Regions from separate parts of the Mus musculus genome. Here all the other regions are linked to region 2. The links are chromatin contacts, called in public HiChIP or PLAC-seq and promoter capture Hi-C maps. All regions are on one chromosome and are shown on one strand. The core of a region is the stretch at or near the end of the contact, and the rest is flanking DNA. Distances in the headings are between cores, read along the strand shown. Region 1 holds the start of Pde3b (phosphodiesterase 3B, cGMP-inhibited). Region 2 holds the start of Far1 (fatty acyl CoA reductase 1). Region 3 has its middle 55 kb from the start of Copb1. Region 4 holds the start of Copb1 (coatomer protein complex, subunit beta 1). Region 5 holds the start of Psma1 (proteasome subunit alpha 1). Region 6 has its middle 54 kb from the start of Rras2. Region 7 overlaps Pde3b (phosphodiesterase 3B, cGMP-inhibited).

Region 1 (3,040 bases), core at 314-2,813, 900 kb before region 2:
AGCTTAGTGTGTCCAAAGTGGAAGCAGTGAAATCTACTAAACCTCAAGTCGGTCACCTCATTCTTGAAAACTCTCCTCCTATGTAGAAGCTAAGTCAGAGAGTGAATGATTTCATTCTCACTCACTGGGAAAAAGCCACTCACTGGCTTCTGCGTTTTTTGACGAGCCCCTCATACTGGGGCAGCCTTTCCAGCGCAGACCACAGGTTGCTGCCCCTTGCTTTCCTCTGAGCGAGCCCACGCGCTTTCGCAGCTGCGCTCCTGCGCCGGGGACACGCAAGCGGTCCACCCGCGCTCCGCTTTCTCCTCCACCCCGCGCTCCTCTTCCCAGACCATGCCCGCCCAAGAACCCTACCTGTTCTCGGGAAATACAAGGCAACGACGGTCTCCTGAACATCTTGCCACTGCCATAGTAACCGGCTGCGCTTTCTCCCAGCGACACGCAGCTGGACCTCCTCCGGGGTCTGATCACAGGCACTTTTTCCTCCGCGGTACTCGCCGAGCGCGGCGGAGGGGAGGCTCCCCGGACGTGAAAGAAGTGGTCCAAGCCCAGGGCTAGCAGGCATCCCGCGCCCCCGACCAGGCACGACAGCAGAGGCCTGAGCGCGGGCGGCAGAGCCCCGAGGCCGGAGAAGGACACCCACCACACCAGGCCGGCGAAGAGCAGCACCAGGACGCCGTGCCGCAGCCTCACGCGGGGCGCGAGCGTCAGCAGCCCCACGCAGCTCAGCACCAGGCAGAGCCGGCCCGCCGCCGCCGGCTCCCCACGCAGCCACGACCACCACTGCCACGCCGCGAAGTCGCCCAGGTAGCAGCAGGCGGGCAGCGCCAGCAGCCACCAGGAGCCGGCGCCGCGGCCCGGGCCGCGCTGCGCGCGCGTCAGGAAACAGGTGAGGAAGAAGAAGGCACAGGCGATGCTGAAGAGCGGGCTGAGGCTGAGCGAGCAGGCGCTCAGCAGCGTCCGGAGCCCGGCTGCCGCGGCCGCCCAGCGCTCGGGCCTCGCGCCCAGCAGCGCGGCCAGGACAAAGGCGGCCAGGACGCCGAGCGAGAGGCGTGCCCCGGCGCGGAGCGAGGCCGCCGGCGGCTCCACGTTGCAGAAGCGGCAGAGGTGGAAGAAGAAGCTGCGCGGAGGGTCCTGCCGCAGCGGGCTCACGCAGCTCTTCACGTAGCCGTTGCGCAGGCTCTCGGGGGGCGAGGCGGCCGAGGCTGGCGGCGGCGGCGGGGACCTCATGGCTGGCGCGTCCCGCTCGCGCTCGTCTTTCCTCATGGCCCCGGGCCGCCGGGGGGCCGCTGGCGCTTGCCGACCCCGCGCCGCCCTCCGCGTTCTGGGCGCCCCGAGCTTCGCAGAGCGGTCACGGCTGCGCCCGCCGCCGCCACCGGCCGGGATCCCCGGCGCGCGGGCTGAGGGGCGGCGGCGTCCGCCTCATGCCGGCCACTGAGAGCGGCGAGAAGGGCTTCTTGGTGTCCCGGGACCGCCGCGGACGCCTCTTCCCTTTTCCCTCAAGCGCGGCTCGGGACGGGAGACGGCGGCGTCGCCTCCCAGCTCCCGCGCGCTGCAACAGTTACCTCACGGCCGCAGCCTGGTCCGTTGGGCGCGCGATCGGGCGCTCCTCCCCCGCGGCTGCCCCTGCCGGGCGCGCGCCCCGCCGGCGGCCCCGCGCGCTCCCGTAGCTCGGCCGGTCGCCACTGGGGCGGCCGCGGCCCGCGTCAGGATGCGCATCCGGGACCCCGCGGGGGAGCGCGCGCCCACGGCCCGGCTGGTCGCTCCAGTGAGACAGCCGTCGCGTCAGGCTGCCAGACTTGGACCCCTCGGGGAGCGCGCGCGGGCCACCGAGAGCTCCACTGCTGAAGTCGGAACCCCTACCCCCCGGACTGCCACAGAGCGGCGAGCTCTTTGGCAGATGGGAGGGACTGATCACAGTCCTGAGACGCCCCGAAGCACAGTCCCCTTTGAGGTAAGTCACATACAAGACCCACTCAGGTCACTGCGAGGTCTTGGGGAGACATGGACCCCAAGGGCAGTGCCTAGTGAGGTGAGAGCTCATGGTGTGCCCTCAGACTGTGAATGGAGACATGAAGCTGGAGGCTCAGCCAACACTGAGGCCAGACCAGAATGAAGAAACTCAACACTGTCAGTCACATCTGGCTTCCAGGGCAAGGGAGATTTGGGGCCCAGCAGCAGGCCTTGAATCCCTTCAGGGGCTCAAGGGAGGAGGACCCCTGGAGAGTGCACTCTGATAGCGAGCACGTCTTGCTGAAGAACCCTTTTCAGTGAGGCTAAGAACTAATATCCAGTCCTGTGATTAGCATCCTTGCCAGACATGCACTGTTTCACATAGACCTGCTGTCCCAAAGGTTCTTTCCAAGTGAGAGACTTGTTCTGTGCAACGGTGTGTTTTGTGGGGTGTGTTCTTTGGGGAAAGGAGGGAAGGGAGTCCCACAGTCCTAATACCACTATCAACTTGAATGGGGTTGGCCTTGAAAGAAGCCAATTATGTTTTCTGTGAAAGACCTGTGAAACTGGTACACTAGGAAAGACAAAAGTAGAAGTGATATTAGCAAAGACAGACGTAAAGGTTGGAGAAAAGAACTTTGCTGAATGAAAGGGATTGCCCTGGAATCCAACCAGTCATAACTGCCTTAGAAAGTGTAAACTGTTTCCCTCCACTGAAACTCCCTTCAACCTCATGACAGGCCTGCTTTTCTTAAAAAGCTAATTCCACATTTTTCCAGGGAGATGAGAAACCTTACTGTGTGGTAAATCCCACAAACAGACCTATTTTTCACCAATTAATCTAAGCCCATAGCCATGACCTAAAGCAGACCATTTTCATATATAGTCATAATTCACACACATAATAGAAATCACTGAAGAATTAACACAAGAATTTGACAAATGTGGGAAAAGACCAGAATTTCCTTGGCTTTTTTATGTGTTAGATAAAGAAAAAATATTTAATGGAGTGTTCAAATGGTTACCCAAATGTCCTAAATGATAAAAATTCACTGAATCTTTTTTTCCACTAGACATGAAAAGAGGA
Region 2 (3,065 bases), core at 326-2,825:
TGTGTTACCCACAAATACCTTCTCTGTCCTAAAGAATGATCCATTAGCTAAAATTCTATGCTGAGCTGGTGAATAAGAAAACATTTATACAACTGCTCTCTTGAATTCTGCCCTCAAACTGTAACTTTTCACCGGCCTTTTGTCCTATCTTTAAGCAGAAATTATCTCTCCCATTTAAATCCACTGAAAATGTGGATTTAATTCTACCTGTACCCTACAAATAAAAGCTTCAAAGAGGAAAGCAGTTGACAGCAACACACATATACTAATGTCTTTCTTAAGTGAAAATATTTTTTGTTTATTTAACTACAAAACTAGTCTCAAAAGTGAAAGCAACTGCCCAACAAGCATAAAACAAATTCCACTACATTAAAAAGATTGCTCATTCAGAACTGCACAACTACATTCACACAGTATCACTTCTGTTTTTGTAAGACACCTTGCACCATCCTCATGTCATATTACCCATCCATTATCCATCCCCAACCAGACTCTTTAAATGTTGCCCTTAGCACTTTTCTTTAAGAATTAAGCAATTTCCCAGTCCAAAAAAAAAAAAAAAAAAAATCAAAGAATACTTAATACCCATTACTTCTAAGAGCTAAGTTTGTGTGAGCTGTGGCTAAACAATCAGATGGATCATCCAGGGGACAGCATAAAGGTGAGCTAATGATCAGCCTCAGTAGGTAGCTACGTTGAGTGTTCCGAGCTGTCATCCTGAGATACTCTCTCTCAACTCTGTACTCCCAACTCACTCCACTGTTCACAAAAGATCCCCACCCTTGAGCAAGCACACAGAAATCCACCTTGACTGTTCCTTGTGTACTTTCCAAGAAACCAAATAACGCCTTCTAGTCAGACAGCCTCCATCCACCCCTCATCTAAAATCCACTCCTCGGACACCTTCCGGTTTCTGTGTGTACCTTCTCACACTCCACATGCCCTGTCCCCATTGGTCCAGAGACCTTAACCTTCAAACCCCAAACCAGTTCTCCATCTCTCAGCTGATTTCTCCGCAACGCCATTGATACCTACTTCCCAGAGGCCGATCCCACTCTGGAGCAGGGGCCTCCTCACTGGACGCCCTCTCCAGAGCATCACCCCTTTCCCATCACTTTCTTCCTCTCAATCCCAGGCCGCCACCCTCCTCCGTTAACTCGGGCCCCCACCGTGGCCGCCTCTGCGCGGCCTCCCCCCGCAGACGGAACCCCTGCCTCCCCGGGTTGCAGGCCAGGGGCCTCTAAGCTCCCTCGCCGCGGCCCTGGCAGTCGGGAGGGCGGCGGCCCGGCCACGCCGCGCAGGGACAGTCCCAGCAGAGGAGGCGCCCCCGCCTCCAGGCGGCCGTGGCGGGGCGGGGGCGGGGCGGTTCGCAGGCCCCACCTCAACGCAGCCCGGCCTAGGACTCCCGCAAAACGGCGGCCAAGTGCGGAGGGGCCGCGGCCGAGCCTGCGACAGAGCCCGTGCCGCTCACCTCGACGCGGAAGCTCGGGCCTCGCTCTCCCTTCAGCGATGGCTACGCCGTGGTCGCGCTCTCCTCACTCGCTTTTCACCGCCCCCGACCGGCTGCTGAAGAGCGGACCGACAGCGGTGCGCCCATTGGCTGAGAGCGCTATGGCGTCACGGGTCCCGACCGCGCCTCGGGGTCTGACTGGTTGGCGTGGCGCCTCTTTTCCACGTCTGCTCCTGATTGGCTCTTGCTCACACTCTTCCCGGGAGAACCGCTCACCCTCCACTCTTCTTCAGCCGCCCACCCCAAACCCCCCAGGCAGGACGGCCAATGGGGGAGCGGAGAGAGGCCGGGAAGTGGGCGGCTGGGCGGTGTGGTCGGGGAAAGCGCAGCCAATGGGCGCGCGCCGCACATCCCCGCTCAGCAGCGCCGCCCCCGGCCGCCCGCTTCCCGGAGGGTCGCGCCCTGGGCCACGCCCGACTACCCTGGCGCGGGAGCCCAGCCCACGCAAAAGGTGCGGGACAAGTGGCAGACGTGAGAGCCCGCCCCGCAGCCATCGCGGCGTGCTTGAGTACTGCCAACGTGCACCCTGGCGCTCCCCAGATGGGGCCGGCTACCCTCGGTCTTAACTGAGTGTGAGGATCCTCCCTGATAACTGCCAGCTTGGTTCCTTCGGAATGTGGAGCCAGCACTGTATGGACCTTCTGAAGGGCCCATCGGGAGGACTGGAGCCCGCGTCCATCCTCCCCGAGAGACTGTCCACCTAGTCCTTCCTCCTTCAAGACAATCCCGTGCAAGATGTAGGGACAGTGAGAGAAGTTTCAGCGTTGGAAGGTGGGGCGTGTGCTGAGAGCTAGGGTGCACGGGAACTTGCTGAGTGTCGCGAGCTAGAAGGTAGATACGCGTAGTTAGTATAACAAGTTTTATTTAGTTATGCTTTGGGTCTTCACACAATATAAACACTCTGAATTCCTAACTACGGTCCTAAGCCTATCTCCCGAGGCTGCTTACCTATGCGATGTATCTTGGCTGAAGGTCAGGTCCAGTCTCAAACAGAAATTTCTGATTCCAGGGGCAGGATCCTAGAAAAGATTCTCCAGCCACAGGGCAGATCAAAGTGGCATCTCTCCAGATGTGCAGAGCAGAGCATTGCTCTTAGTCTCTGCTTATATACTGTTCACTGGGCATCGTGGAGTTAGTTCTAGGACTATCTCTTGTTATCTTTGAGTGAGTGGTGTACGGAGTTATGGTTATCAGGTGCAGCCTTGAGTGTAGTGGGGATCCTGACTACACTATTTTTACATGCCTAAAAAACATTTTTCTAAAAAACTATGCTCATTACAATGTATGAGCTGGGAACCTGTTTTTTCTTGATGTGGTGGTGATTACCCGGGTGTATGAAGAAGATTCGTGGGGCTGTGTGCTTCATGCACGGTGCAATCATTTTGGAAAAAACTATTGCATCCTGGTTATAATCAACACCAGGCTTTAGCTGTCATTCAAAAACTAAAAACCGAGGCTAGAGAGAAGACTCAGTGGCTAAAAGCAGGTACTGCTCTTTCAGAAAATGCGAGTTCAGTCCCCAGTAATCTACAGTTGGCAGTTCACAATCACCTGC
Region 3 (3,155 bases), core at 219-2,718, 690 kb before region 2:
TGCATGTTCACATATGAATGGATGTGTGTGCAGGGTGCATATGTGTATGGATTCATATAAATATATATGCCACATCCATATGAACACATGAACTTGCTATCAGGAGTCTTGCTTGTTTGTTCTCTACTTTATTCTTCAAGACAGGATCTCTCAGTTAACCCCAGAGCTGGCTGACATGGCTAGTCTAGCTATCCATCTACTCCAGAAGGAATAGCTGTCTCCACCTGTGGAACCGAAGAATTACAGCTCATAGAACAATCACTCTGTGTGTGTGTGTGTGTGTGTGTGTGTGTGTGTGCGTGCATGTGTACTCATGTGTCAAATGATCCTTAAAAGGTACAACTTTCCTGGGAGAGCTGTCCATCCACATGGTGACCCACTGGCCTTTCCTTTTCTGGATGAAGTGTGACAGTCAGCCAGCAGCAGGCTTCATCATGCAGTTGGGGGCATGACACCTCCTAGCTAGGAAATGAGAGCTGCGCTTTCACACTATGACAGCCTGTGGTTGACAGTAAATTGCAAAGAGATTAAGCAAGAATATGAATGTGGTGTTCCCATGGCAGCCAGGCCTTTAGCAAACTCATGGAGTATGCTCCCACATGGGATCAGGAATTATCTTTTTCTTTTTGGCCAAAGAATGATGTGAAGGCAAACTTGTAACTGTAGGTCCATACCCTGGATTCCAGTTGGGACTCCACCCTTAATGTCAGAGAGCATAATAGCTCTTCTCTGGCATGATAAAGGGTCAGCTCAACTGATGCTTCTTCAATAAATGCAGCACATTTCGGCTCAGGTGTCCCTCTTCCAGGCTCATGCAGGGCTCATGCAGGGCTGCACCACTATTGTTAGCATTTTGTCTAAGCTCCACCCCACAGTTACCTGGCAACAGCCAGGTATGCCTGACTCACTATAAAAGGGGCTGCTTGCCCCCTCTGATTTCTCTTGTTCTTGCCTTCTTGCTCCCACTCTGTCCCCTTGCCCCTTCCTCCCTTTCTTCCTATTCCCTTCCCCACTCTCTCCACTTATTCATGGCTGGCCTCTATGTCTCTCCTCTCCTCTCCTCTCCTCTCCTCTCCTCTCCTCTCCTCTCCTCTCCTCTCCTCTCCTCTCCTCTCCTCTCCTCTCCTCTCCTCTCTCTCTCTCTCTCTCTCTCTCTCTCTCTCTCCTCTACTACCCCTTCAGTATGAGCCCACCAAGGCACCTCCTTCCCCCATACCTGACTACACATCCACCAAAACATCCCCTTTCCCCTTATCTTTTTATAAACACATCAACTATACCATATGGCATAATGGAGTAGGAAACTGTGTTTGTCTCTCAGGCTGGGAACTTCAAAAGTATGGATCTGGGCTGTTTCATCTCACAGTCACCCTGCCTATCTCAGTTACTGACAAAGAGTAGCACTCAGTAAATGTTTTAGTATTTACCCAGCCTTCTTCCCAAGCCTATTCTAAATTTAGAGTAAGGAATCAAGAACTTGGCTGCAAATGCTGCCATGAAGTCATTATGCAATAATAGTAACAGCAACCTATATGTGTATGTAGATCACCGCAGTTTTCAGCTCCCGATCACCTATTGGATCCACATGATAATCCTGATAGTGTTCATTATTTCACAGTAGGAAAACTGAGCTCAAAGATTGACGTCATGGGCTAGATTGCTTAGCAAATAAATGACAGATGCTGAACTTTGACCAGAGCCTCTCCCCTTTTGACTATATGTCACTTTTACTGCTGACTCAATCCTTGAAACTATTGAAAAACAAACAAATTAAGCTAGCTGCTAGCAGTGCAGGCCTTTAGTCCCAGCTCTTTGAAGGTTGAGGTAGGTGGACTCAAGTTTGAGGCCAGCCTGGTCTACACAGTGAATTCTAGGATAGCCAGGGATACAGAGAGAAATTCTGTCCTGAAAAGCCAAAAAAAAAAAAAAAAATGGAAAAAGAAAAACAAATTGTCAAAATATCTACAAATTTAGTTTCATGGACGTCTCCTGCTTGGCTAACTGTCAAGGTCACATCTTCCTGTCCACTCTCCCCGTCTCTGGTTAGCTGCCTGTTCCATACACCATGGGCACCTGAGCTGGCAGTGTTGTCCTTCAGTCCCCATTGGCACTAACCTCCACAAGCTTGATTTTGCTGATTCTTAAAGGTTCACGCTGTCAAGCTCAGCCAGTCAGAGCCTTCGCCTGGGGCTTTGGTTTGTATGGCTGGTCCAAGAAGAAGTGGACTGATAGGAAGTCTTGTGCTTGAGGCTCAAACTATTTTTTTAATTTGTATATATCTGTATGTTTTGCCTACATGCATGTATGTATGTATACCACAGGAAGGCAGTGCTGAAAGAAGGCAGAAGAGGGTGTCGGATCCCCTGGGACTGAAGTCACTGGTGGTTGTGAGCCATGTAGATACTGGGAACAGAACTCGGGTCAATTTGAAGAATAGCCAGTGCTCTTAACTGTTGGGCCTTCTCTCCAGTCTCCATCTCTTGTTCTGAACTGTTGGCCACAGTAACCACCCATTCAGAGCCACTTCAGCCATTTATTTCAAGGGTTAGACCATGGACCTTCCTTAGTTGAAATTGTGCTCTACTTTAGAGGCCTTAGAATCTATTATAGCACATTCCTTGTCCCCTTCCCCCCATAAAACTACTCTTGGCAATTGACTGCTTCCTACTTCATAGGAAATTTAAAGTTTCAGGTGTGAACTTCCTCAATTTCCTGCCTCCACACCCACATATTTAGCTACTGAATTTCCCTCATTTCCTTCCTGACAAAATCAAAGAGAGTCAAGTCTCTTTTCTGAGGCCTGTCATTGTCCCATCCACCTTCTCCAAGACCAAATACCATGCTGCTCTGCCACTCCTCAAAACACAGCTCTTTTCTGTTTACAACAATTAAACACAAATTTATAAACATTGTCTCTCTATTATATTCAAAGGCTGATGTGTATACAAGAGATCTGATTACAGGCCCGACTTTGGTATTGTTATCCATATGGCTGCATCATATTCTGTAAACACCCCCTCTCTCACCTTCTGATTTATTATAATAAAAAGCTGATGGCCTATAGCAAAGGCAGGAAAGGAAGGCTGGGACTTCCAGGCAGAGAGAGAACTCTGGGAGAGGCTCAGTGGTAAGAGAATTCGCCAGCAGCAAGCCCT
Region 4 (3,203 bases), core at 265-2,764, 740 kb before region 2:
TGCTTTGAAAGAATAGCAAGAGGCCATTCTTTTTTTTTTGTTTGTTCTTTTGTTGTTATTTTGTTTTCTGGTTTTAGCCCTGGCTGTCCTGGAACTCACTCTGTAGACCAGGCTGGCCTCCATCTCAGAAATCTGCCTGCCTCTCCCTCCTAAGTGCTGGGATTAAAGGCATGTTGTACCACCGCTGACTGGCCGAGACCATTCTTTTTTTTTTTTTTTAAAGATTTATTTATTATTTTATGTAAATACACTGTAGCTGTCTTCACACACTCCAGAAGAGGGAGTCAGATCTCATTACGGATGGTTGTGAGCCACCATGTGGTTGCTGGGATTTGAACTCTGGACCTTTGGAAGAGCAGTCGGGTGCTCTTACCCACTGAGCCATCTCACCAGCCCGGCCGAGACCATTCTTAAATAAAGAGTAGAAATGATAGCGCTTGTTTGTAATCCCAGCACTTGGGAGGCTAAGGCAGGAGAGGAGTAGATTGGGAGTTGGCCAGCCTGGGCAGTAAGACTAAAATCAAAATTCCGAGAGGTAGCTGTTCTCTGTGCTGGAAATATGTAGCCTCTGGTATATTTTGAGTGGTGGGGATTTGTTTTTTAAACCCAATGTTTCCAGAAAAGAGAATTGTTAGAATAGCTGCATTCCAGGTAAATGAGAAAACAGTTTGTATTCTGTATCCTGCAAGTGAGGTTAGCAGGTTTTGTATACACAGTATGTGTATCCATGTTGTAATCCCAACTCCTCAGAAACTGAAGATCACCTTTCAAGACCAGTCTGGCAATCATACTTAAATTTTTTAATGTATTGGATGCTTTGAAAGAATAGCAAGAGGCCATTCTTTTTTTTGTTTGTTCTTCTGTTGTTATTTTGTTTTCTGGTTTTAGCCCTGGCTGTCTTGGAACTCACTCGTAGACCAGGCTGGCCTCCATCTCAGAAATCTGCCTGCCTCTGCCTCCTAAGTGCTGGGATTAAAGGCATGTGCCACCACTGACTGGCCGAGACCATTCTTAAATAAAGAGTAGAAATGATAGTTGTCAGACAACTTCTGATACTCCAATAACTCCAGTTAACTGAATAAAGTCAGATTCAGGTCACCAGAGGTGTTAAGCCCTCAAGTGTATTTTCATATAACCTAGTCATCTTATTAAGGTCTCTGAAATCATCTGCCTAAGAATTGGTTGTTTCCAGTTTATAAGTGAAAGGAAGAAGAAAGTCTGCAGGACTTTTCTGTTTCTCTTTTGTACAGTTTAGTTCCTGGGAAGACAATTCCTAAGGAACTGCTAACTGACCACAGCGCTTAAGTCAGCTCCCAACTCGCTGGGAAAACTAAAATACTTGTTTACACTGCTGCAGAAACCAACTCTGAGAGAGGAAGAAGACAACACACTTCCAGGGCGCAGCTCAGGGCGGAAGAGGCTTGTCCTTTCTGGGTCTCCGTACAGGCTCTGTAGCTGCATCCTTGCTGGTCTCCCCGCCCCCTTCCACGTCAGCCAAGGACTTGGTGGAGCCGTCGCGGCAGCGGCTGTCCGGACCGGTAGTCGGCGGTCCCACGGTTCCCTCCCGGCCTCCGCCCCTCGGAGCCAGGTAGCGACCTGGGCCCCCGAGCCGCGGGGTTGCGGCGGTCGCGCGGGGTCAGCGAGCCACCGGATGGGGAGATGCCGGGCGCTTGACTAGGCCGCGGCGACGGGCGGTGGGGGCGGGGAGCTGGGCCGCGGTCCCCTGGGCGGTGGGACAGGGGTCTGCGCCGCCTGAGGCCTGACCCTGCATAGACAGAGGCCGGTGAGGGGCGGCCGGGATTCCCACGGGGGACCCGCCACAGCCGAGGAGTCCCAAGGTTCTGCAGCGTCTTCGCTCGCGGGCCGCCCTCCTGGAGCAGATCCGACTGTGTTAGGTTGGCAATCACGGCCCCGTGACGTGGTGCTCCGGGTTGTCACTGTGGTGTGGACCTCGACTCCACAGCTTTGCACACCCTGGGTCGGGGAGTGGACGGGTACGGGGACTGAGTGATTGTCACTAGAGTTCACGGAAGGAGAAGGTGGGGAGAGCTCTACAGGTCGTCCGAAGTCACACGCGAAGAACTTCAGGCAGTTTAGAAGATCACGACTGATTTGCGGAATTTGTCTCCCTTTTTTTTTTTTTTTTCTAATGATGTTTGTATTCATTTTTGTAGATTTTCCTGGCACCTTTCGTCCTTTTCATCTTGTATTGGGTTGATTATAAACAGAAACCATGACGGCAGCCGAGAACGTGTGCTATACGTTAATTAACGTGCCAATGGATTCAGAACCCCCTTCGGAAATCAGCTTAAAAAATGACCTGGGTAAATAGTTTCTTAACTCAAATAGGAATTATTTTAATTGATAGATTAAAAACGTAAAAGATGGACAAATTAATATGGTGTTTTTTAATACATATCTATATGGTCTGATATTTAAATCCTGTCAAATATAATTATCTCAAACATTCATCTTTTCTTCATAGTGAAAACATTTCACATTCTTTCATAGAGATTTTTTTATTTTTTTGAGATTTTAAAAATATATATACAGTATATAGTTATTAATTGTAGTATACAGTGTCATACCTGAACTTTTTTATCTTGTACTCAGCAGCCATTGACCAATCCGCCTCTCCCAGCCTTCCTTCCTTCTTACTCTCCTAGGCTCTGTGAGCCACGGTCCTTTTTTTTTCTTTTTGTTTTCCTTTTTCCTTCTTAAATAAAGCCTTACTCTTTCCCTAGGTCAGCCTGGAACTCACTAATAGGCCAGGGCAGCCTCCAACTTATGTCAGGTCTTAGTTCAGCCTCCAAGGGTTACAGGTGCAGGCCACTATTCACCTTTTACTTTCAACTTCTCTGATGATGTAAGTTAATACTTCATAAAATGTTTCTACTCTCAACCTCCTTTCACCTGAGGAAGTTTCTTATTTATTATGTGTGTATGTGCACAAAAATGTGCTAGTCATGTATGTATAAAGTGAATTTATATGTGAGGCCAGGGGTAAACCTTAGGTGCCTCCCTCAATCATACTCCACCTTACTTGTTTTTTTTTAGACTTTGGATTTTTATAAGATTTATTTTTAATTGTGTATATGGGGAGGTGCCCGTGTGTGTAATGCTCAGGAAGGCCAGCTGTGTAGGCTCCTCCTGGAACTGGGAGCCACTCGATGTGGGTTCTCTGCAAGCGCATTATGTGCTGT
Region 5 (3,269 bases), core at 422-2,921, 760 kb before region 2:
ATTTTTATAACATCTTCTAAAAGAAATCTCAAAAGTAGATGGGCTAATTTGGGTGCTTTAAACTATTTTATGTCTATGAGTATTTTCTCTGTATAGAAGTACAACATGTATCAAAAGATGGCCTAGTCGGCCATCACTGGAAAGAGAGGCCCATTGGACACGCAAACTTTATATGCCCCAGTACAGGGGAACGCCAGGGCCAAAAAGTGGGAGTGGGTGAGTAGGGGAGTGGGGGGGGGGGGGAGGGTATGGGGGCCTTTTGGGATAGCATTGGAAATGTAAATGAGGAAAATACCTAATAAAAAATATTTAAAAAAAAAAAAAGAAGTACAACATGTATGCACAAGCGTCACGGTAGCCGGAAGAGGTCCGATTCCCTAGAGTTGCAGAAGGTTGTAGACAGCACTCTGCAGTTCCACAACCATTTTTAAATGAGCATTTAATTTTCCCATTCATTCCAAATCCATTGTTCATTCAGCAATACAAATTATGTACCTAATATGTGCTAGGCACCGTGCTGGTGCTGCGAAAACAAAACAGCACTATCTATCAATTTAAAGTCAGAAATTTTTAAAAATAACAAGAGCCAGTGTTGGTGAATTTAAAGAACAAAGCAATCTAATTAACTGTTGAGAGCATATAAACGAGGGAGGGAGGGTGCAAACCCAGAGAGAGATGAGAAAAAGAAAAGCAAAAAGCATGATGGTTCAGAGGATTGCTATATTAGCTGCCAAGCTGTGAACCTGAGTTCAATCCCAGAATCCACGTGGCGCAAGGAGAGAACCACCAACTTCAAGTTGTCTTCAGACTCCCAAAAAAGGGTATGCAGGGACACAGACACACACACAAAACAAATGTAAAAACAAAAAATGTACATATATATACAGACATGAAAATATTTAGAATGTGATACTAATTACTGTGAACATAGACATTTAAATGATGTGTTACTCCGCCATCAAAGTTCAGATCCTTAAAGATCCTTACCTGACTCTGGGTACACGTTATTCAACAGAATTAGCAGTCTTGATTTCATTTGGGGATTAAACCAAAACATACTCTTTTAAAACTCGTAAGAAAACTCGCACCTTCCCCCTAGTGGCCTAATCTACCAGATACGGTATTTGGTTGTGGACAGCAGAAGATCAAGTGCCAGGACAGAAACCAGGTCCTACAATAGCAACTAATGATCATAAGTATCACGATCATGCGAGACCATGGAGCCTTTAAGGATGGGCTCTCCAAGTACTCAAGCATCTCAGGCCAGGAATATGAACACACACACACACACACACACACACACACACACTTGTTTTTTTTTTTTTTTTTTCTGCAGCCTCTTTCAGACACGCTGTTTCCCAAACCTCTCTGTGCACTGTGACAGATCTATGAGGGACCACCGCACCATCCCGAGCTAGGTGGCGACGTTCAACTGAGAGGACCGAGAGTTGGCGGGAATCTGCAATCCACTTGGGGATTAAAAAAAAAAAAAGCAAGGAAACTCTGGGCGTGACGTGAAGCCACGCCCCCCGCTTTCTCTGCGCATTGGCTTTCCCACCCCGGAGCTTCCTGCCAATCCCACGTTCTCAGCTTTCGCAGGCCCCGCCCACTTAAGGCTGGAGGGCGGGGCAGCGTTAGACGCCGATCCGTGGCTCTGGGATAGATTGCACTTCCTGCGTCGCCGCCGTCAAGACTCCGCAGGCTTCTTTGACGATCACCGAACCGTAGTTGGGGCCGTGTTCCTGTGTCCGCTGCTGGGTCAGGTTGTCGCTGCGCCGGAGCTATGGTGTGTTGAGCCCCGAGTCCTCGAAGGGTTTGGGGCTGAGGTACACTGACGTGGTCGGGGATCGGCCTCTGTTCCCTGGGGCGTGGGGCGGTGGGAGAGGGAGCTTACCTCACGGACAGTCTCCTACAGTGATTCAGCATCTGCGGCCTGGCCGGCGGGAAACGATCAGTAACCTGGGCGGCCTTTCGCTCAGCTTCTCCACCTTACGTGGGGTCCAGGCGCTCTCCCTCGCCCAGCCAGAGGCCCTCCCCTCTCAATTTACTTAGGTGGCCGATTTCAAGATGCCCTATGGTCCTTTGTCATCTGCATAGGAGGAAGGCTATAGGAATGGAGGGGTGCACCTGGCATCGCCTGCGCAGACCTGAGCCTGCAGTCAGGTCTTTAGACCAAATTCATCTTCCTTGTGGGTCTGTCTTAATCTGTCTCATTAGAATGCCGTCGGGAAAGACTCCATACAGTCACTTTGTTCTAAAAGGGGAAGTAATGGATTCAGGTTTACAGCACAGGGCCCTGAGCTGCTTCTGTGGAGTCTGCCATGCGAACTCTTGCCTTTTTTGCCATTATGAGTATTCTCCTAAGAGCCGATACACTTGCTTTAGTAATGACATTATGGCTGTAGTGGGTCTGCCACGGTAGCAATTTGTGCCCACCTCTTTACTGAGGATTTGTGTATATGTTAATTCATCCAGTGACAGGGTGCAGGTAGAGAGCTCAAAGTTAAACCAAACATAACTTTATTCATACTATAAAGATAAAAAAGGTATGTTGGAAGGTGTTATGGTACACGAGTTTAATCCCAGCACTTAGGAAGCAGAGAGGCAGAATTCTGTGAGTTTGAGGCAAGCCTAAGTCAAAGTTCCAGGACATCCATAGTGTAGAGACCGACACCAAAAAAAAAAAAAAAAAAAAAAAAAAGGAAGGAAGAAAAGAAGAAAAAAATATGTATAGTTGGTCATGATAGCAGACACCTGTAATCTGAGCACTTGGTAGGTTGAGACAGGACTTCAAGATCATTTTCCCAGGTATATAGGAAAAAGCCAGACTGGGCTTCATGAAACCTGTATCTCAAAGCTCTGCTGGAATATTGTGCTGAGAATTTTCAGAGAAAAGAAGAAACCTTCAAGCTCTGTTGGAATATTGTGCTGAGAATTTTCGGAGAAAAGAAGAAACCTTCAAAGATAGACATTTGAGTCAATGTACAGAAAAGGCCTTTGCCAGATTATTAGAGCCCTGTGTAGAGAACAGTATGAGCAAAGTGGAGGGAAAGTTGGTGTGTGCATTCTTTAGCACTTGACTACCCAAGGGGAGTGCTGTGGAGAATGGCAGGATATAGAGTTAGGGAGAACCTAGTCCATTCATCCCAACAGCTCCAGCATGGTTAAGGGACCTTGTTAAGGTAGAATTGCATTGCAAACTGAGTGCTGTAATAATGTCTCAAGAAAGCTGCACTAGGAGAGAGGCTGTAACAATTGAAACACATGTC
Region 6 (3,374 bases), core at 755-3,254, 660 kb before region 2:
CTGATGCAACTGTCTACTGCCAAGCCTCCCCTGTCATTATGGATTCCCTCTCTGAAACCATAAGCCCAAATAAATTATTTCTTCTTTAGCTGCCTTTGGTCATGATCTTTTATCACAGCAACAGAAAGGTTAATTGATACAAGGACCTAAAAGAGTCCTGGCTCACACAGTAAAGACACAATCAATAGTTTGTTAAGTGAACATGATTCTGACCAGAACCAGAAAAATTGTGTCTCAAAACAAAGATAAAACCTACGTATTTGGTACTTCCCCCGTGGCATCTCATTTTCTTGAGATCTTCATTGGTGCTTGTGTCTCTGAGAAATGCATATGGAGTGTTTGCTGTGGGCATTTCTAAGCTCACCATTCAAGGCTTTAAGAAGTTGTACCTACCTGTAAGTCTTCCTTGGTAGGCATAGTATATAGTTTTCTTAAAGGGGAAAAAAAAAACCCTCTCTGCTTCTTCCCATATCATCCCTGCCCTAAAACCTCTCTGCCTTTAGTGAAGGATCTGCAGGTTTTCTGAGCCTATGATTGATAAAGGGCTAGAGTGATGCTCTGGGATAATGCTCATGCTTAGCTAAAGGCCCTGCACTTAATACCTGATGTCACAATAGTAATAAATCACTAATGATGAAAATGAGGACAGTGGGGCCTGGTGGCACACACCTCTAATCCCAGCTCTCAGGAGGCAGAGGAAGGTGGATTTCTGTGAGTTTGAGGCCAGCCTGGTCTACAGAGTGAGTTCCAGGACAGCGGGGTCTATAAAGAGACAAACAACAAATGACAACAATGTTCTTGTCCTATTTTTTATCATGAACCATCCCTATTGGCCCTCTCCGACTTACAAAGCAAATTGGAATCTACACAGTATTATGAGTTTCAAGTGAAAATTGCTTGTGATTTTTCTCCACCCGTGCTCAGAACACAAGCACCATAGACAGACCTTACACTGCATATATGGCTTGACAACCCGCGCCCACTCCTGCTGTGATACAGGCTACTTCCAGGAAGTAGCTACTCAGCATGATTGACATTATCAGCTCTCTTACATCCAGGTGTGATGGTGTATATAGTTCTGCCTGTGGAGTGTAAGCAGAAATGTGTATCGTTTCTGGGTCAGAGCTTTCAGGAACTGAGCATGACTGCTCTACAGTGTCTTTCTCCTTCTGCCTGCTGAAGCCCTAGGGGACAATAGAACCACAGGATGAAAGGACTCGGGATCTATGAATCACTGAGGAAAGAAAGAGCCAACTGTCAAGCAACTCAGCTGAATGTGACAGAGAGAATCCAGTTGAGTCTATCTGTTTGGGAATTTGTTACTGTAATGGGCAATGCCACACTCAATTCAGCATATAAAATATATATTATGCTGGACAGGATGGTGCCTGACTTTAATCTCAGTACTTGGAAGGCAGAGGCAGAGGGATCTCTGTGAATTCAGTCAGTCTGGTCTATAAACTGAGTTCTAGGACAGATAGGGCTGTAGAGAAACCCTGTCTGAAACACAAACAAACAAAAGATCACAACAAGAAGAAAATATTATAATTATTATGGGGCTGGCTAAATGGCTCAGCAGGCAAAGGCCCTTGTTGACTGACACACAAACCTGGTGACCTGAGTCTGACCCCCAGAATTTGTATAAAGATGGAAGGAGAGAGTTGAGTCTCTCTACCAAGTTCTCTGTCCTTCAAACATAAGCCATGGCATGTGTGCTCATTCGCACACATGCACGCTGTACACACCCATAATGCACACACAGAATAATAAAATATTTAAGTCCATACTGGATTATATATTATACTCATCATGTACGCACTCAAGAAAAAAGGGAGGGATTATGTGACACAGTAGTGTGGGTTTCACAGTCTGAGAGGCTATCTTAGAAACATGGCAGAGGCACACACCCCTCTTCTGGGTATTAAGCTGCCCTCCACCTCTCTTTGATGGGCGAGCATGGAAGAATGTGTTATTTGTTAGGCATCTCGGATGACTCAGACCTGCTGCATTCCCCTCTGAGGTGGGGTAACCCTAGGTAGGCTCCGCACATCCAGTAGCCTGTGGCTTCCTGTCCTTTTCAGTTCAAGGGTTTCTCAGACAAGGAGGAGCCTTGAAAATGTTTCGACCTTCCCAGAAGACATACCTCGGTTTGACAGGCAAAGGCTACAAAGACTGCCTGCAAGGACCAGGCCACAGTGGAGGGAGACTGGAAGGGCTAAAAGTCTCCTTCTCCCATTCACCATCAACATCCTGTGAGGCCTGAGAGTTTGCAGCTAGTGAGCATGTGCTCCCAGAGGGGCCTCTGTCCTCCAGGCCCCAAATGCCACCAGAGAATGAGCTTCAGAGGCCAGATGTCTCAGCTCTTACAGGCTTCCAGGAACGCTCAGCAGTTCTCAGAAGCCCCCATTTCCTGCTTCACACCCACAGCCTGGTCCTCTGTGGAGGAAAGCAGGAGGCTTTTACCCCACCCCACCCCACCCCCCTCTCAGTGCGGTGCCCTCTCCAGGACAGGGCTTGGCCCTGGGGACTCCTACAGGTGTGCCTCAGATACTCACAGGAGCAGGAAGGGCAGCTCTGAGTGCGTGGGTTGGGGGGAGGCTCAGCAAACCCAGGCGCTGGGATCCTCCACCTCTTCCTTATCCATTCCTAGTTTATCATTTGTCCTTCACCTCCCAAACTAAAGACAGGCCCAAGGGTTAGCCAAAACAACTGATAATCCAAAAGGCATGTCAATGTGGTGGTGAAATTGAACAGACCAGTGTTCCCTAGAGTGGAAGCCACGGAGTCTAGGACGATTGTAAAGTGGATTTAAGGTTTCTACTGCAACACCAACACTAAAGAATGCTTTACTGCTCCCTTATGATCCCTCTTCAGTACTTTTCATTATTTCAAAAATAACATCACCATTCAGTACCGCCGGCCTTTGTCCACTCCCTGATGCCTGTAAGACTCTGGGGGTAGGAGAGTGGTAATAAATAATATTAGAGATAAAAACGGGCTCATAAACATTTTCTACTGTAATGTAATTTTAAGAAGAGATCCTTCACAAAAACAACACAATTTCATATATCTAGAAAGAAATTCAATAAAAGATACATGCTTTATCTTTATGAAGAAAATAGTAACGCTTTAATAAACAACATAAAATAGAAACTTAAACAAAGAAAGCGATGCAGCACGAACTGAAAGAAGACAATGTTATAAAAGGGTCAGCCAAGGGTGGTGCCGTTCATCCCAGCACCAGAAGAAGATGACAAGCCAGAGGAGGCTATCCCATGCTACATAGCAAAATAGACATGGGGAGTGAAGGAGGCTATACCAGGCTACATAGTAAGATAGACAGAAGAAATGAGAGAAAGGAGAAAGGTAAGAAA
Region 7 (3,041 bases), core at 437-2,936, 970 kb before region 2:
CATTCTGTATCCGATGTAGAAATAATGAATGGCTCAAACTAAGTTCCTAAAAACTAATAGCATTATAAATATAGTGACATAAATGTCCAGTCTATCACAAGTGATACAAATCTGCAGTGTGACAACACTACTCATGAAAGCACTTGTGGAGGCCGAAGTGCCACTGGAATATGCCATGGCTACTTTCAAAAAGACTTAATTGTGTTTTAATTGGCAATTTATTCCCCTATATGCTTCGGAATATTGCCTACTTTGAACCTTTGTCAAATAATGACAGGAAAACAGAAACTTTTAAAGGACACATTAACATTATCTCTTTGATGATAAACTAACATTCTTTTCTAGAACAAGAAAATAATGTTTTCACAGATGAAACAAAGGATTTTTATTCTGAATTTAAAAAAAAAAAAAACCTATCACGGCACCACTCAGATTGTGAAATCCTCTCTGCGAAAGCATGAAAAAGACAAACCATTGCTGACAGATTTAAAACACTAGACACAAGGAGCAGCAACATTATGCTGAAAGAAAGAGAAAAAAATGAATGGATCATGTGACAGCTCAAGACACCACAAAATAGAAAAAGTGCACAAGCAAAGGAGTAATTGTGCAGAAATGTTACTTCTCTGGTGATTCTAAGAAGAAGCCATCCCTTGGAAAAGTATAATCCACACACAGAAGATCAGCAGCTAACTTTCTATATGTTCATCACAAAATATCCATGTTGTAAAAGCTGGCTTGTTCCTCTTTAGTCATTGTTTTGTAAACTTTAGCATCGACTTGAAAATGTGTGTTAGAATCAGGAATGTTCCTAGACAGTATCAGTTATCTGAAAAGCAAACATCTTCAATAAGAAATAAATGTGGCACACTGACCTGCATGCTGCTTTTCATTAGGTGAGTGTGAGATATGGCCATGCAGAGCAGACCAAGTTGGCCTCAAATTCTTGAATTTCTGATCTTCCTCACTCCACCTCTCAAGAGCTAGGATTATTACAGGTTGTGTCATCATGCCCAGCTACCCAAAGCTTTTACTTGCAGAAAACAACTGGCATTTCAAACATGATGAGCAAGATTCAATATAAACAGCACAAATGTAAACACAATTTTGGCTATAGATTATCTTTTTATTATGCTTTAGAAAATGGAGCAAACTACTAAAATAATTTAAACAAAATATGAAATAATTCTATTTCTCAAAAGTTAAATATGATATGTCTCATGAAATTAATAACTAGCACAAGCAGAAAGTAGACATTAGTGAAAATGTTTATAATTTCAATGTCCATGAATGTATAGAACCAACAGTAATGAGCAATGCCTGCCTCCCCTGTCTAACTGTGGTTTTATGGTCTCATTTAAACGAAGCAGAAAGGGATTAAATATAAATGAACCCAAAACATGTAACTTATTTACTTCTTATAACGAAATACCTTTGTTACTACAAAAAGAGGTTGTTGAAACAAAAACACAAAAAGAGGTTGTTTATAATTTATTAAAGTAGTAAAAATTTATTTTTAAAAATTTACCTAAAAGTGGTGGGAGGCTATCAGACATACAGAGTGCACAATGCATGGCAAGTATAATTTAATGTTTTCAAGTATTTGGTCTAAGTATTTACTTCTCCTATATAGTATGCAGGTCTACTGAAATCTTGCTTCCAGGTAGACAGTCACTACTCTGCATGAATACTTTTCATGTTAGCAAGGCTGAGACAACTAAACTTCAACTCCCATACCACTAGACCAACATTAAGAGAAGAGTAAAGCTGAACTGTGAATCACAATAAAAGCATCCCAGTGACTATAGAGAATGTGCTTACATATTTATGACTATGTCCCTCAAAACGACAGTACTCTGAACGACTGCATTATCTGAAATGACCGAGTCTTTTCACAAACTATGGCTTACACACTGACGCTAATTTTAAAACACTACTGCTTTTTCTAGGTTACATATGAAATGTATATTCTTTTAAAAATTTTTAGTTGGTTTGATAAAGTTGTACCCAAGGCTGCTTTTATTTAAATTCATCTTTTCTTTGTGGCTAAAAGTTGAATCCTGATAAAAGTTTCTGTTTGAATATGTTTATAAGTCTAACATGCTTTACAGAGTTCTACAAAACCACCAAAACCACAGTGAATCATCAGCAGCACAACCAGGAGATGTTATCAAGTTCAATTACGTCAATGAGGTTTTACTTCATTTTTCTCTATGCGGCCCAAAAGAAAAACATATATGCATCCTCAAAAACAGAACTGCAACACTCATGTCAAAGTTAAAAGACTGTGTGCTGTGGTGCATTCCCGTGTGAACTGTGAAACGTGCTGTGTTCTTAGTTCTTGAGCTTCTTCACATCTGTGCTACTGAAACTGAACAAATTTCAGTACTTCCAATTTTTCTAATTCTGTGTCCAGTGGAGACCATCATTTAACTTGGTGTTTACTGAACATAAAAACATAAAAGGGTAGATAAAAATGTTAAACTACAGTTGTAGTTTATAATAGACTCTAATACATGAACAAAATTTGAAAGAAAAAAAGAACCCCGTTCAGGAAATCTAAAACAGGAGGAGAAGGGGTCTGTGAGGGACAGAGACAGGGAAGAGCCTACTATTACACTATTGTTTTTCTATTATTCCTACTAATCAACTACTAGGATGATGTTTATGGTGACTCTGACTACATACAATATTAATTTACTATAATTACCCATATTCCTGTAATTCTGGGCCTTCTCCATTTCACATATGAAGAAGTACACATCACAAAATCATATGACTAGCCATACTTTAGATTTAATTCTAGTGCTTTAGGAATTGTTAGCCATTAGGAAATACCATCTTATACTTAACAGTTTACTGCTGTGTGCTAACAACGTGCCCACTGCTTAGCAAAGCATGTAAAAAGCACAGCAACTTGACATACGAGCCTGGCTTCGTGTATGAGAAGAGGAGGCATGCAGTGGTATAGAGGACATCTCTGCTTTAGCCTCCTAGGCCCATTTTTTGTTCTCCTTTGAAACATAAGGGAGTTAAGCCCT

What was found. Promoter capture Hi-C pulls out the DNA fragments that hold promoters and counts their contacts. HiChIP or PLAC-seq counts read pairs in DNA pulled down with a chosen protein or histone mark. Capture Hi-C pulls out chosen DNA fragments and counts their contacts.
Region 1: a promoter capture Hi-C map of pre-B cells shows a contact between it and region 2. The contact joins the promoter of Pde3b here to the promoter of Far1 in region 2. A contact is called at or near these places in 3 of 39 promoter capture datasets (cranial neural crest, frontonasal cranial neural crest and pre-B cells) and 1 of 115 datasets of contacts at active chromatin or transcription factors (the 230-238 cell line).
Region 3: a contact with region 2 is called in a FOXA1 HiChIP or PLAC-seq map of pancreatic cancer cells. The contact joins the enhancer-like site here to the promoter of Far1 in region 2. A contact is called at or near these places in 4 of 39 promoter capture datasets (the 3T3-L1 cell line, the C10 cell line, cranial neural crest and 1 more) and 6 of 115 datasets of contacts at active chromatin or transcription factors (the 230-238 cell line, bone marrow-derived macrophages, embryonic forebrain and 3 more).
Region 4: a promoter capture Hi-C map of pre-B cells shows a contact between it and region 2, with 2.8 times the contacts expected there. The contact joins the promoter of Copb1 here to the promoter of Far1 in region 2. A contact is called at or near these places in 6 of 39 promoter capture datasets (cranial neural crest, embryonic stem cells, frontonasal cranial neural crest and 3 more), 2 of 484 Hi-C or Micro-C datasets (B cells and LSK cells) and 3 of 115 datasets of contacts at active chromatin or transcription factors (the 230-238 cell line, bone marrow-derived macrophages and large pre-B cells).
Region 5: a contact with region 2 is called in a promoter capture Hi-C map of adipose tissue, with 2.9 times the contacts expected there. The contact joins the promoter of Psma1 here to the promoter of Far1 in region 2. A contact is called at or near these places in 4 of 39 promoter capture datasets (cranial neural crest, neutrophils, pre-B cells and 1 more), 6 of 115 datasets of contacts at active chromatin or transcription factors (bone marrow-derived macrophages, large pre-B cells, memory CD8 T cells and 3 more) and 1 of 9 other capture datasets (adipose tissue).
Region 6: a contact with region 2 is called in an HNF4G HiChIP or PLAC-seq map of pancreatic cancer cells. The contact joins the enhancer-like site here to the promoter of Far1 in region 2. A contact is called at or near these places in 4 of 115 datasets of contacts at active chromatin or transcription factors (the 230-238 cell line, embryonic forebrain, embryonic stem cells and 1 more).
Region 7: a promoter capture Hi-C map of pre-B cells shows a contact between it and region 2, with 3 times the contacts expected there. The contact joins the enhancer-like site here to the promoter of Far1 in region 2. A contact is called at or near these places in 3 of 39 promoter capture datasets (the C10 cell line, the HPC-7 cell line and pre-B cells) and 1 of 115 datasets of contacts at active chromatin or transcription factors (bone marrow-derived macrophages).

What each region holds. Positions count from the first base shown.
Region 1 is chr7:114,413,777-114,416,816 of GRCm38.p6, reverse strand. Pde3b (phosphodiesterase 3B, cGMP-inhibited) reads right to left here and starts at 1,563. Exons shown (of 16, transcript NM_011055.2): 1 at 355-1,563. The coding sequence starts at 1,266. 4933406I18Rik (RIKEN cDNA 4933406I18 gene) reads left to right here and starts at 1,656. Exons shown (of 4, transcript NR_029437.1): 1 at 1,656-1,954.
Region 2 is chr7:113,512,344-113,515,408 of GRCm38.p6, reverse strand. Far1 (fatty acyl CoA reductase 1) reads right to left here and starts at 1,575. Exons shown (of 13, transcript NM_027379.4): 1 at 1,472-1,575.
Region 3 is chr7:114,198,179-114,201,333 of GRCm38.p6, reverse strand. No RefSeq gene overlaps it. Among named protein-coding and RNA genes, the nearest start is that of Copb1, 55 kb to the left of the region's middle. Within about 2 kb of position 1,468, at least 46 of the 459 cell types and tissues checked have an H3K27ac peak or open chromatin away from gene starts, as enhancers often do. A contact at or near this core is called in hippocampal neurons and pancreatic cancer cells, where this site is marked.
Region 4 is chr7:114,252,991-114,256,193 of GRCm38.p6, reverse strand. Copb1 (coatomer protein complex, subunit beta 1) reads left to right here and starts at 1,514. Exons shown (of 22, transcript NM_033370.3): 1 at 1,514-1,588; 2 at 2,175-2,324. The coding sequence starts at 2,234.
Region 5 is chr7:114,274,518-114,277,786 of GRCm38.p6, reverse strand. It overlaps Psma1 (proteasome subunit alpha 1), which reads left to right and starts at 1,671. Exons shown (of 10, transcript NM_011965.2): 1 at 1,671-1,786. The coding sequence starts at 1,784.
Region 6 is chr7:114,170,576-114,173,949 of GRCm38.p6, reverse strand. No RefSeq gene overlaps it. Among named protein-coding and RNA genes, the nearest start is that of Rras2, 54 kb to the right of the region's middle. Within about 2 kb of position 2,004, at least 142 of the 459 cell types and tissues checked have an H3K27ac peak or open chromatin away from gene starts, as enhancers often do. A contact at or near this core is called in the 230-238 cell line, embryonic stem cells and pancreatic cancer cells, where this site is marked.
Region 7 is chr7:114,479,141-114,482,181 of GRCm38.p6, reverse strand. The region is part of intron 1 of Pde3b (phosphodiesterase 3B, cGMP-inhibited); the gene reads right to left. Among named protein-coding and RNA genes, the nearest start is that of Pde3b, 65 kb to the right of the region's middle. Within about 2 kb of position 1,686, at least 128 of the 459 cell types and tissues checked have an H3K27ac peak or open chromatin away from gene starts, as enhancers often do. A contact at or near this core is called in the HPC-7 cell line, bone marrow-derived macrophages and pre-B cells, where this site is marked.